Regions from separate parts of the Mus musculus genome. Here region 1 is linked to region 2. A link is a contact called in public promoter capture Hi-C data. All regions are on one chromosome and are shown on one strand. The core of a region is the stretch at or near the end of the contact, and the rest is flanking DNA. Distances in the headings are between cores, read along the strand shown.

What was found. Promoter capture Hi-C pulls out the DNA fragments that hold promoters and counts their contacts.
Region 1: a contact with region 2 is called in a promoter capture Hi-C map of hippocampal neurons, with 2.6 times the contacts expected there. The contact joins the enhancer-like site here to the promoter of Hs6st2 in region 2. A contact is called at or near these places in 1 of 39 promoter capture datasets (hippocampal neurons) and 1 of 115 datasets of contacts at active chromatin or transcription factors (embryonic forebrain).

Annotation. Positions count from the first base shown.
Region 1 is chrX:52,176,579-52,183,753 of GRCm38.p6, reverse strand. No RefSeq gene overlaps it. Among named protein-coding and RNA genes, the nearest start is that of Gpc4, 15 kb to the right of the region's middle. Within about 2 kb of position 3,808, at least 4 of the 459 cell types and tissues checked have an H3K27ac peak or open chromatin away from gene starts, as enhancers often do. A contact at or near this core is called in hippocampal neurons, where this site is marked.
Region 2 is chrX:51,679,726-51,686,726 of GRCm38.p6, reverse strand. Hs6st2 (heparan sulfate 6-O-sulfotransferase 2) reads left to right here and starts at 5,125. Exons shown (of 5, transcript NM_001077202.2): 1 at 5,125-5,552; 2 at 6,319-6,837. The coding sequence starts at 5,125. Gm35727 (a long non-coding RNA gene) reads right to left here and starts at 4,970. Exons shown (of 3, transcript XR_391681.3): 1 at 4,850-4,970.

The sequences.
Region 1 (7,175 bases), core at 2,559-5,058, 500 kb before region 2:
TAGAGGGCCTTGGGCTCAAGGATCGGGTTGAGAAACACCAGCTCTGGAGAGGCTTCCAATGGGGGAATTCTCCACAGCTTCCGAGTTGACAGAGTAGGCTTTGGAGGCAAAGTATCTCTCCTCTTAGAGTTCAGCTATGTGGGCCAGGATAAAAATGGTAAAGCCTCTTCTTCTTCTCAATCTGTTTCCTTTCCTTTTCCTTTTCCTTTTCCTTTTCCTTTTCCTTTTCCTTTTCCTTTTCCTTTTCCTTTTCCTTTTCCTTTTCCTTTTCCTTTTCCTTTTCCTTCCCCTCCCCTCCCCTCCCCACCCCTCCCCTCCCTTCCCCTTCCCCCTTCCCTTCCCTTCCCTTCCCCCTTCCCTTCCCTTCCCTTCCCTTCCCTTCCCTTCCCTTCCCTTCCCTCCCCTCCCCTCCCCTTCCCTCCCCTCCCCTCCCCTCCCCTCCCCTCCCCTCCCCTCCCCTCCCCTCCCCTCCCCTCCCCTCCCCTCCCCTCCCCTCCCCTCCCCTCCCCTTCCCTTCCCTTCCCTTCCCTTCCCTTCCTCCCCCCTCTGCCCTTGCACTTGTCTTGAATTTCTGATCCTCCTGCTTCTAAGCTGGAAATATAAGCAGCCACCCCTATGCCTGTTTTTGTGTGGTGCTAAGGTCTGAACCCAGACTTTATATGCACAATGGACAACCACTCAGCCAACCGAACCACATGGCCATCCCCCAAAGCGTCCTTTGGCTTCCTGCTCTGTAATTGCAACAGAAGTAATACTTATCACAACAGCTCCATAGGGCTCTATGTCTGCCACTTTACCTTGATGTTTCACTTTACTATCTGAGATAAGCTATTCCAGTAGAAAAGATGTCTTTCAAAGCAAATGACAACAATTAAGACTCTCCAGTTTTAGTTTAGCGACATCCATCTTCCCACCTAAAAAGGCATTTTCCATTTAAGCAGGCAGTAATGAAAACTGCTAGACTTCTCTGCCCAACTTGGAGCTCTTCTTCAGGTTGATGAAAATAAATCTCAAAAAACAAGAACATGTACATGTCAGATCTTGTAAGCTTTGCGCTTCAACCCCATCTTCCTATAGCAGAGTGTTTACCCAGTTGGGACATGGACTTAAACCATTTTGAATTACTAGATCTTTAGACAGACTCATCGTGGGTCTTTGTTTGTTATGAGACAGAGTCTTGCTCTATAGCTCAAGCCTGGTTTAATTGGCTGCACACAGCTCAGGCTGCCCTTGAACCCTTTATCATTTTTCTGCTTCAGCCTCCTGAGTGCTGGGATCACAGGAGTGCAGCCGGCTCCTTCTTGTATATTTTGTTTGGCAGCAAGTACTGAACCATCTCATTGGCCCTGAAAGGAGCTATTTTTATTCCCATTTTCTACACAAGTAAAATGATGCTTAGGAAGATTAACTTCTCCAAGGTCGCTTATGAACAAAAGGGCAGAGCAGCAGCTCAAGTATAGGCTTGTTGGACTATTCCATCGATTTCACCGGAGCAATGAATCTCTGAGTAGGAGGCTACTCCACAGGCCAGTCTAAATGCTTGATCTCCCTGTGGGACAGAGGCAGAACCTGTGTCTGGGTAGTAGTCCTGCACTGTAGCAGGAAGGACCACCAGTCCTTCCATGAGTCTCACCCCATGAATAGGTGTGTGATTGTCCAGGTTTAGGTGGGGACCCAAAATATAACCCTTGCCCAAGGGAACATTGTCTTCTTGTCATTCCTCAGCAGCTTGGAGAAGCTTGTGACCTCTTTCTCCTTTGACATATGGGGTGCCTTGTGCTTGACTTATCTGCCAGCAAAGAACTGAGACTGGGGACTCTGAAGTCCTTTCTAGTGTCTGAGTCAGTGGTCCAGAAAGCCTCAGGGCCCTGGGACCAGGCAGCTTTCCTGGGACCAGACAAGAGGCTGTGGCTAGACTCACATTCTGCTTAGGAGGCAGATGTAAGATGGTGTTACCAGAACTGGGGGTAGGGGTAGGGTGGCGTCTATATTGCTGCTCCTTATGCATAATGGATCATAATTATAATACTTGGAATGTATGTGGGGCCTGCTTTCCAGAAGCTCCAAGCTTAATAGAGTACTTTAGTTTCTCAGTCTCTCACACACAGAGGCACACACACTTCAAAGAGCTGGCCAAAAAGTGTTATAAATAAAATTCTAGAACATGAGTGGGAGGAAAAAACAGAAAATTTTCAGTGGAAGAGTTGAAAATGCACCAACTCCTTGTGGAGTGCTGACAAGCCACAGTTGTGCTATGAATCAGAAACAGGGCTCTGCCCGGGCTTTCTCTTCTCCTTGTCAATCCATGTGTTAAATATGCCATGAATCCTGGTGGATTTAGGATAAGGCTGACACTAAGTGGAGGGCAGTCTCTGTAACCTGGTGGGTGCTGATGACGTGCCCACTGTGCCCCCTTCCTTCCAACCACACAGGGCTATGCTATTGACCTAAGGGTTCAACTTATGGTTCATTTGCCCATTTCTTCTTTCCTACTCTCCCTCCAAGCTCTACCATCTTCTACTTTTCTCTCTCTACCTAGCTTCTACCTTTCTCATTCTTTCTCAGGGGAATCCAACCCTTTGATGTTACAAAAAAAAAAACGTTATCTCATAATGTTTTTTATAAGTTTATGGTTTTGTGTATTCATAGCCATCCTTGGCCACACGTGGCTTGTAGGCCTCCAACTTAACACACCTGCAAGGACTCAAGGCATTTTGTATTTCTGGTATGACTTCACTCCTCCATCTGTCCCTTTGAGGCCCCTGTGTTATAAATACCTCCTTTGGTCTGGACCTGCCCACAGTGACCCCACCACACACTGCCTATCTGGATTTAACACACAGTGCCTGCCTTGTGAGTTAATGTTTAGGTCCTTCGCAAGGCTGGACACTCTTGGAGGACAAGGCCCATACTGTGACTATTTTTTGCTCAGTATTTATGCTCAATGTGTGACTTTGTTGTAAATTTCAATTTTACAGGAGTTGTCCAGAAACATATCTTTTATCATTGTTCTCTGTGGGTGGTGTTGTGTGGAACTGTGTTTTCTTTTTGGAAATAATGTCTCATGTAACCCAGGCTGTACTACTACTTACTGTATAGTAAAGGCTGGTCCAGAACTTTTATTCCTTTTGTTTCCACTACTAGAGTGTTAGGATTATAGGCACCCAGGGCTTCAGCTATGCTAGGCAAGCACTCTATTAACTGACCTACATCCCATCCCCTGCTATTGCTTTTGAGACAGGTTCTTACTGTATATCCCAGTCTGGAACTGTATAACTCTGGCTGACCTCTAACTTTTAATCTCTTGCCTTCTCAGCCTGCCTCTCAAATGCTGGGATTATAGGCCTGAGCTACATACAGTACCAGGCTTTTGGCCAGCTCGAGGACTTGAAGTAAACTAAATAGCTGTACACATGATTCATAACGCCTATGACAGTCTTTGTATTCTTTCCCACCCCCCTAAGTTTTGGGTTAGAGATTATGTTAGGGTAAAGAATTGCTAATTTTCATGCTTAGATGATGTTTTCTAAAATACCACTTGAGCCACCTCCAGGGCTCTGGAACTGTCCTATTCTGGAAGCCCAGGAAAGACACAGAGATGTTGTTAGGAAGTCCAGAGACATTTTCGGGAGCCTCCGCAAATCACAAGCAAAAGAGTTGGTGAAAAAGACTGGCTCTGGAGGGATCTGAAGAACTCTTTGAGAATCTGCTAAACAATATTTTTGTGTGCTGTTTGTAAATGTGACTCGCTTTGAAGCCATCTGTCATACAGCCCTTTGCAGAGAACCGAGATGTATTTAAATCTGTGAAAATGAGTATATTTTTATATCCACCAAAGCGAGGTTTTAATGGGTCCCTGCTGCATGTTGTCCAGTGTGCTCTCCTAATTGTCAAGTGATGTTTCAATGGAATTCAAAGAGGGGACATGGTGATGCAGAGGGAGGCTGTATTACCGTTCATCTTGGTGCAGCATGTCTGTGGGTACCAGATGAACAGGGGCTGCCAGGCATGAGACAGGACTGTTTCTTCCTGGGTGCAGGCTAAGGTCAAAGCTGGTACTGGCTGGTACTGGAGTTTAGGGAAGCATCTAAGGGGTGGAAAGGACAGAGAGCAACTACTCTTCACTTCTTAGGAAAAAGCTAGCTTTGTGAGCTGGAACTGAGGAGTGCTGAGACCTCAGCAATCTTACCCTTATTTTATCCTTTGCAGTACTGGGAATTGAACTCAAGGCCTCAACATCTGGGCTATTTTCACTTTTAAGACATCTGTGTTTTCACTACTGTCTTCAGTTCCACACTCAATACCACCAATATGATGATGGTTAAGATGCTGAAATTATTGATGGTGATATCAGTTGTAACACTTAGAAATTTGAAAATCATCAGAATGACTTTTGCTGTGTTGCATGGGGGAAAGTAAGTCAGAAAAACACATGCCTGCAGGTGACACCATGGTTATGGATGTGGCCCGGGTGGTGAAATGTTTACTTAGTATTCCCTGGGTTCCTGGGCTCCATCCTCATCAGCACTATCTGAACTGGTAGTGGTGGTACATATGTGTAATCACAGAACTCAGGAGGTGGAGGCAGGAAGATCAGAAACAAAGTCACCCTCAACTACAGAGAAAATTAGAGGCCAGTCAGAAATACATAAGAATCTATCTCAAGAAAGGAAAAAAAAAAAGTCTGTTGTTACATACATAATGGTTGCTATAGGTTGTCAATTGTGTCTTGGGGGAGGCATATTTTCTCTGCTTAATAAAACTAGGTTTTTTTGAAGGCCATGTCTTTGCAAAGCTGAAAGACGATCTGGAGATTTGGGAACAAGAAATTGATATGTGGCAAAATTAGAATTCCATCAGAAGACACTGTATTCAGAGTCCATGACTGCTCACCAAGCTGTAGACAGACAACTCAGATTTCTGCTTAAGAGGGGAATGGTGTAGAACCATCCCATGATAATGTATGTCAAAACCCAAAAGATCTGAAAACTGGTACTCATACAAATGCATGTGTACACATATTCATATTATTTGTAATAGCTAAAGTGTTCAATGTTACCTCCTCATGGCTGAATGACTCAGCCAAACAAAATCTCACTGCCATGCAAATACAGTAGTCCCTCCTTATCCACAATTTCTCTTTCTGTGTTTTCAAGTTCCTGTAGAAATCATAGTCAAAATTGTTAAATAGAAAACTGTAGCCAGGCAGTGGTGGCACACGCCTTTAATCCCAGCACTTGGGAGGCAGAGGCAGGTGGATTTCTGAGTTCGAGGCCAGCCTGGTCTACAGAGTGAGTTCCAGGACAGCCTGGTCTACAGAGTGAGTTCCAGGACAGCCAGGGTTACACAAAGAAACCCTGTCTCAAAAAACCAAAACCAACCAACCAAAAAAACAAAAAACCAAAAAAACAAAAACAAAAACAAACAAACAAACAAAAAAAACCCTGTAGAAATAAACAATGTACAATTTTAAAATTACACACTGTTCTAAGGGAAACAAGAACATAAGCATTGAAATATCACAATAGTTAATCTGATCACTGAGATGTCTACCAAGTGTCTGATGGTTAAGTCACCAATATGCCATGGATACAGGACAAAGCTGATTCATTTCCAGGCTGTGATAGAGCCAGATAGTGAGAGGTTTTATTATGGTACTCAGAATAGCTCCCTGGTGACAGATAGATGGAGAAGTTGAACGATACCTAAGTCTACATCACATGACCATTATTCACCTTGCCACATAGGCATTGAATCACCAAACATCAGTACAAGGATGAATATGGTACAATAAGACATTTTCAGGGCAGGTAGGATGGCTCATTTGATCCAAGTACTTTCTGCACAAGCCTGTTCAATCCCTGGAACCCATAGTGGAAAGAAACTCTTGGAAGATGCCCTCTGATCGCCGCACATGTGCTGTGATACATATGCACTCTCTATAAGCCCCCCATCCATACACACTAATAATAGTAAGAAAGAAATAGAAGTATTTTCAAATTAAATACATTTAATTTTAATTAAATATTTTAAAATCAAATACATTTTCATAAATTGTATTATAGTATATTGCTGTAATTATTTAAACTATATCCTGATAGTTCTAGATTTCTAGGAAGTAACAGGTACAGTTCAATGTTGTGTCAAATATGCAAAAAGCCATGAGTGCCATCTTTGCACTGTAAAACAAAAACAACCCAAACAAGCAAAGTCCCCAAAACATTAAAACTCTCTCTCTCTCTCTCTCTCTCTCTCTCTCTCTCTCTCTCTCTCTCTCACACACACACACACACACACACACACACACACACACACACCTATTATAAGATTCTATAGCAAGCAGAGTGGTCAGAACAAAGGCTTTGGTAGCAGTACTCGTGGTAATCTTGGCTCTACCAGTGGCTGTCTGGGCCCCTGGACATGAGATGTAGATAAGGAAACTAGTTGTTTCCTTATCTCTGAAATGTGGATGACCAGTTCCCGGAGTTGCCACAGAAATTGCGTAACCCACAGGGAGCCCTCGAAAGATAATACAAAAGTATTTTGGAGAAGTACATAGATGATAAGAGATTATCTGGGGTCAGATAACAACTACTTCCACCAACCTCAAAGGAGCTGGGAGCTGAAGCAGCAAAGGGCAATCAAACCTGCAACAGCTGATCCAGGTGTGCTGTAAGCCTGACAGCTCAGCACTACAGAGGCAGAGGCTAGAGGATCAGGAATTCAAGACCGGCTTCAACTAAATAATAAATTCATGTCCAGTCTTGCCTACATGACACAGTCTCATGCAATAACAACAAAGAATAGAACAGCTTATAGTATCCAGGTCAGAGTAGAAGACTGTCCTAAAATATTACTATTAATTTTAATTAGTTTTTTTCTATATTTTTGTAGTACTTGTTGTAGGTTTATATGTGCTAGGTAAATAGGCTACTATTGAGTAATATTTTATTAGCACATATTATAATTACAACGGGTTTCATTATCCTATTTTCATACATGTATACGATATATTTTGATCATAGTCGACTGCTATTACCTTCTTTTTATTAGATATTTTCTTCATTTACATTTCAAATGTTATCCCCAAAGTCCCCTATACCCTCCCCACACCCTGCTCCCCAACCCACCCACTCCCACTGCCTGGCCCTGGCATTCCCTTGTACTGGGGCATA
Region 2 (7,001 bases), core at 3,876-6,375:
TGATTAGGTGGGTTTGCTCAATTCTGGCTCATGCAGGCTGAATGCAAAACTGACTTTGTTTTTCCATCCTAACTGCTGCAGTTTGACCAACTACTTAAATTGAAACCCCTCTGGCTAAAACCAGCTATTACCGTTTGAAATGAGCAGAGCTGAAAAACTAGTGTCAAGAGTTTGGAGGAGGCTGGCCTTATCAATACTCAGCACTCCCCTTCACTTACATACAACGCTTGTCTGTTCTCCACCTAGCTCCACATGTCTCTCCCATCCTGGCTTTGATAGCATCCTGCCAGAGGGAGCATTCATTAGGTTTAAGCATCATACTCTTCCTTCCTCCTGGTTTGCTGATGTCTTTTGGAAGGTGACATGAGTAGGGACATTTAGCAGAGAGACTGATAGAGAGGTACAGAAGGAAGACCAGGCAGTAGTAGAGATAAACACTGTGAGGACAAAGCCATTTTGACTCCTGTTAGGGCCCCGCCAACTCTCCATTATCAGTATGTTAGTATTAGGAAAAAACCAAAGATATCATATCAAAGACAGTCAGAGTCAAAATTGGCAGAGAAAGGTCTGCTTTTTCAGGAACCCAAAACATTGTTAGTAGATTAGTTACCTCATGTGAGACCCCAGGGAGGCAGCTATTGAGCCATATTTTTATAGAGAGCTCCAGTTAAACTCCAGAGCAATGTGTTCTCCAGAGTGTTGCTCTATCCTCTTTAAGAAGGCTCACTTGAGATTGGACTCATTTTTCCTGTACCCATAAACCAGCTCATTGTTTGGTGCACAGAAACAAGTGAGCTGAAAGCCGAGGCCATGGTTGCTGCAGGCTGTCATGCTAAAAGTCTGGAAGCCCAACATCAACTGACTTCCATTCATTCGCAGCAAGAAAGGGAAACTGCCCTTGCTCCTGAAGTGCTTCTGCAGCTTTCAGACTGCATGTTCATTCGTGCTGACTCTGAACCCCATCCAGTGCTTGGTTTACTTTTGCAACACACACTCCTTTAGTATGCACGGCACCCCAGCATTTTCCTCCTTTTTTAATTTGTTGAGCCCCGGGTTTTGTCAGGCCAGAAATCAAAGCTCTGTGTCTTGTGAGGGGAAACAGGACTATGGAGAGGGATATGTGTAACACACCCAACCTGTTTATAATATTAAAGCTTGAGCTCCACAATAGCATTTCATTAAGTACTGCTGTTCATTCAGTTTGGAGAGACACATAAATACAGAATGCATTGGCACTACCATTTGCATGCCTTCAATCTTTGTGACAAAAATTGCCTATTATTGAGAATATGAGCATTTTCAAAAATTATAGACAGCTGGAAAAACGGGGTTGACGCGAATACTCAGGATGAGGAGAAAGCATACTGTTTTATGCTTTGTAGTAAATGTGACACACTCTCTCTAATATTGTTTCCACTATTTCTATTCTAATTTGAACAGGAGACCCTGCTGTTGCTACTGTATTATAGGCCCACAACAAATGTAACTGCTGAGATCCTGTGTCGCTAATGCCACAGAATGCTATAGAATTTCATTTTGAGGACCAGGAATCCAAACTTTCTCCCACTGCCTGTGGCATTTTGGCTCTTGAAGCAGACAAGTAACTTTGGTCTTGGCATTATCAGATCAAAAAAAGTTCTCTTTGAATCTCATTAACCTTGCTGTCCTACACAAAGGGGACAAAAGAAGCCCAGCAAGGAAGTGGTTTCCCTGGCCTACTAGGTGTTCTTAGCATCCTAGTCAAGGTGTGCTCAGAAACTAGGGCAGAGAGAAAGACATCAGGATTAGCATATGAAAGCAGTCAAGTGACTGAAGGACCCTAACCTCTCCCCACCTGGGCTGTCTGTAACCAAGCAGAGCATCCCAGGGAAATGCAAGCAATCTGCAAGTGTGGGAGAAAGCAGCAGTGACCTAGAAAGGGTCATTGTGGGGAGATGGGATTTTTGAGCCTGGGATCTCACCCATTCTCAAGAGCACCATTGTCTTTCTTAATGGACTGCAACTATTTCTATCACAATCCACGCGTCCCTACTTCACTTCTTTGTTCTGTGACAAAAGAACCTGGCCATTTCAGTGGGTGCCCTCTGGATTCAGATTCATGCTTATAACAAAGGACTCTTGCCAGAGCCGCCTGTTGTCCTCTCAGTCTCAAGCACCCAGATGCAGGGCTTCTCACACTCCACTTACTATACAAGCCAGACTGACCTTTGTGCTCTCTGAATCATCAACCTTTTGTTGAAAATCATTGAAGGACAGTTCTGTGAAAAATACTGAAAACCTCACCACATTTTGGAATTAATCAGAGGCTCTGCTCAGACTGCAATGTCCTCCTTACCTTCCAAGTACTGAAACCTACATGCTTATACCTACTGCAACTAAAGTTCCTCCAAGGAGATAGAAAGCCAAAGACTTTACAATTCAGCCTGCTCTTTTGCACTTCACCTCCCATCTCAATATCTCTCTGGAAGAAACACTCTTGTGTGTCCAACCTGCAGTCTGCAGCCAGCTTGCTGAGAATAGCTGTGAATGTGGTCCAAGAAAAAATGATAAATTTGCTTAAAACATTATGAGCTAGATTCAGGGACTCAGGCTCTTTATCCCATCATTCAACAGGCAGAAGCAGCAGGATTTCTGTGAGTTCAAGTTCAATCTGGTCGACACAGCATGTTCTAAGTCTTCCAGGACTACATAGAATGTATCTCAAAGCAACCAACATTTTGAGATTTATTTTTTGCTATCAGTATTTTATTATTTAGAGGTGTGTGTGTGTGTGTGTGTGTGTGTGTGTGTGTGTGTGTGCACACGCATGCACGAGAGCATTTCTGTTCCTGTGGAGGTCAGATGGCAACTTGAGATAATTGGTTCTCTCCTTTCACCATGTGGGTCTAAGGGATTGAACTCAGATAGTCAGGCTTGGCAGCAGGTGCTGAACCATCTGCTGGCCCCCATGATTTTTTTTTTTTTTTTTTGTCTCACAAACATGAAGGGGGGAGGGTCAAGAAATGGTGTGTATATGGAAGTCTACTTCACTGAGCTGTTGTATATATTCACATTAATAATGTGTTAGCAGAGTACTGTATCTCAGAAACTGCAGTTTTCTTCCTTTGGCTCTGCAGAGATAAACCTGACTAACCCTTTCCCTATTTGCCTGTGTGTGTGTGTGTGTGTGTGTGTGTGTGTGTGTGTGTGTGTTTACATCTCTGCACAGGTTTCTTTTTTGGGAAAATCCTGGTTTTCCCTGGTGCTGCTCACCACCTTCATCTACCTTCAACCCAAGGTAATTTCCTTTCCCATATTCCAATCCCATTAATCCTTCTTAAATAGAAATTCCATAATTAGTACCTGTGGGCTTGAATGTGTGAACCACCAGTTTCACAAAGTATTTTCTTAAGGATCTACTGAATGCCATTATAATGCTGATAACGTGACTGGAGGAACCTTCTATGTGCTGTCCTTGAGGAGGATAGCTACCTACTGTGTCAACCAAAGAGGCCACTGTGTGGGTGGCCATGGAAATGGTGATCCCTGTTGCTTCAGGGCTTACATCCTTACCTGCCCCCAGCGGGGAGTAGGGCCTATTCCACAGACTCAGGGGAGCTTTCTGGGGAGCCAAGGTCTATTTTGTGTACTGCAGCATCCAGTTCCTTTGTACAACTTTGCTCCTAGAGATCAGGGCCAGAGATGCAGGGATGCCATGAATGGAGTATTTCCAAAAGATTGTGTTGACACCTAGTATTGACACCTGCAGCAGCTAGACAAAGAATCCTTTAGTGTCCCTGTAGATTCCCTGGGGCATGGGTAAGTACAGCTAGGACTGGGGATTCTGAGTAGAAGGGCTAGGTGACAGTTAAAAAAAAATGGCCTGACAAGAACCCTTCTTTAACTAGCCTCACACTCATTTGGTACACCTAGGCAAGAAGCATTGCAGATAAACATCACCTAGTATTTTGAGTTGCCTAAAGGTTTCTACATTTTATCCTCACACTAGCCTAATTGGTTAAAATGGAGGCATTACTATTAGTCTTATGTGACAGAAGAGGAAATTGAGCCTCAGGAAGGGCAAATTATTTTGCCATAGTTTCTGTAAGCAAGTGGAATAATCCCAAGGGCTCCTGAATCAGGCTTTGCATGCTGCTCCACTGTGCAAGGGAGATAATGTTCTGGAGAGAAACACCCCTATACTAGCTAGCACTCAGCTTACAGCATCCTTTTCCAGTGGCCACCACCACCGGTGCTACTACTTTGAAACATTGCTGCTAACCCACACATCTTGTGCATCAGTTAGGCTGGGAGTGCATGTTCAGTAATGGAAACTCCAGTGTCTTCATGCACTGCACATTCCCCCATTCATTAGCTAGGAAATGTCTGCGACCCAGCTTGCCAGGGGCCTTGTTCTGAAGGAATATCCCTTCTTAAATCTCTGCAGCCCTGTTTTCCCAGATGAAAAGAGCCCTTGGACAACTGGGCTTGATAATAAACCCATACATATTTATTTAGAGACATGTTCTAATTATGAAAAAACTAAAAGGTTGGATCGTGCTTGGTTTTCTGAGAATAAATCCCGGTTCTGTGCTGTGTGACCTTGGGTGCATATCTAATTCTCTCTGGGCTTCAGATTCTTCATATGCCACAACACCTTGAGCAAGATGGTCTGACTCTGATGTGGTGTGTAGTTAGACATCCATCCATTCAATCAACGGTAGTGAGTGAGTGAAATCTTTCTGAGGGCGGTGGGCTTGGTGCATGAGATTCATAAGGGGACAGGAATTAGAGTGAGAGTGCTTTGAAAATGCTCAAAAATCCCCCGTGTAAGGTTTTTTAGTCATGCTTTATTGCCATGCTGACTTACCTTTTCAGAAAATACCCCCCTCTTCCGTTGCAGAATGGAAATTGGCAAAGAGAGAGGGAAAGGGTCCAATTTGCGCCTTTGCTATTTTAAGGGAGGCTGAAATTATGAGCCAAAGTGGAGTGATGCGCTCTCTGGAGTGACCTCCGTTCTCCAACACAGGAGAAAACCCAGGTCTTTTGCTTGTGAAGTGGCTGGGGCTCTTGGGCGCGAGGCATTATTATATAAATTCAGGCTCGCTCCTGATCCTTAGTACCCTGAGTTGCCTGAAGGGGGGAATGGCACTGCCTGCGTTTGCAGCCCGGGCGCTCGGGCCGCCACTGCAACCGGAGCAAGGAGCGCCCGCCCGCACCACCTGTCCCCGCCGGCATTCCAGAGTAGAGGCCGAATTGGCAGCAAGCCGGCCCGGGTCTGTTGCCGCCTCAGTCCGCGCCGGCCCTCCTAGGGGTGTGTCTCTCGGATTCAACTCCCCGCCGCTCCAGGACAAGCCCCCAAAGGCATTTTCTTCCTTGGCGGGAGCCTTGCGCGCCCCGCTCTTCGCGCTGCTGCCTCGAGGCCGCCGCAGGCGGATGCACGACCTCAGGCGACGCTGGGACCTGGGCTCCCTCTGCCGGGCCCTGCTCACTCGGGGCCTGGCAGCCGTGGGCCACTCGCTCAAGCACGTGCTCAGTGCGATCTTCTCCAAGATTTTCGGTCCCTTGGCCAGGTACGTGGTGAGCGAACGTGGGGCTTTCGCTCCGGGTCCAGGGTGAGCCCGGGCGGCGGGAGGAGGGAAGGCAGTTGGGAGCGAGGGCAAGGCTCAAAGTTCCAGGGTGCCGGTGGTGGCGGGGCTGGGGGACTCGAGACGGGTTGAGCGCGCAACTGACCGCTGTTCCGCGGGAAAGGGCTGCGCTGCCTCTGCTTGCAAAGTCAGGCAGCCCGCGGGCTCCTTCCTTCTCCCCCTGGGGAACCCCGAAGCCCCAGCTCACTTCTAGAGGCCACCCGGTGAGCAACGGGACGCGCGCCAAGGGAGCCCGGGTTTAGGGTCAGCAGCTCGCGCACAAGGAGGGAAATGGGGTCCGGGGCCCCAGAGAGTCCCGCGGGCCAACGGGATGGGGATGGGAGCTCGAGAGAGGAGAGCGGGAAGCACCCAGCGCCTGAAGAGGGGTGGCGTGAGTTAGGGAGTAGAGAGACCAGGACCGGAGGGATCCTGCGGCCGCGGAGTGGGTCGGGGTTTTTCCGCGGGGGAGGGGGCCAACGGCCAGCGGGATGGAGTCGGGGTGAGGGGGGGTGTGCGGCAGAAGCCACAGCGCTGAGCCTGCCGGGAAGGAAGGAAGCGGGGAAGGGCGCCGCCGCCGCCGTGGTGGAGTACTCGGTACGGACGGGAGGGGAAAGGGGCGCAACGGTGGCGCCACGGGGAGGGGGCGGTGCGGGAGCGAGGCGAGCACGGGCCAAGCTGCGGGATTGACGTAACGAGCTTGGGTTTCCCCCAGCGTCGGGAACATGGATGAGAAATCTAACAAGCTGCTGCTGGCTTTGGTGATGCTCTTCCTATTTGCGGTGATCGTCCTCCAATACGTGTGCCCCGGCACAGAATGCCAGCTCCTCCGCCTGCAGGCGTTCAGCTCCCCGGTGCCGGATCCGTACCGCTCGGAGGATGAGAGTTCGGCCAGGTTTGTACCCCGCTACAATTTCAGCCGCGGCGATCTCCTGCGCAAGGTAGACTTCGACATCAAGGGCGATGACCTGATCGTGTTCCTGCACATCCAGAAGACTGGGGGCACCACTTTTGGCCGTCACCTGGTGCGCAACATCCAGCTGGAGCAGCCATGTGAGTGCCGCGTGGGGCAGAAGAAATGCACTTGCCACCGGCCGGGTAAGAGGGAGACCTGGCTCTTCTCCAGGTTCTCCACCGGCTGGAGCTGCGGGCTGCATGCCGACTGGACCGAGCTCACCAGCTGCGTGCCGGCGGTGGTGGATGGCAAGCGCGACGCCAGGCTGAGACCTTCCAGGTGAGTCTCAGTGAGTCCCTTAAGGGTGGTCACGGACCTGGGCCACAGTGAACCAGGGGCGGGAAAGGCTGTTTCTGTAGTTGCTGTGGGTCCCCGTGTACACCTTGGCGCCCAGTCCCTGCTGGGTAGACACTAGAGCCTATCTTAGTTGCTCTGTCAGGAAG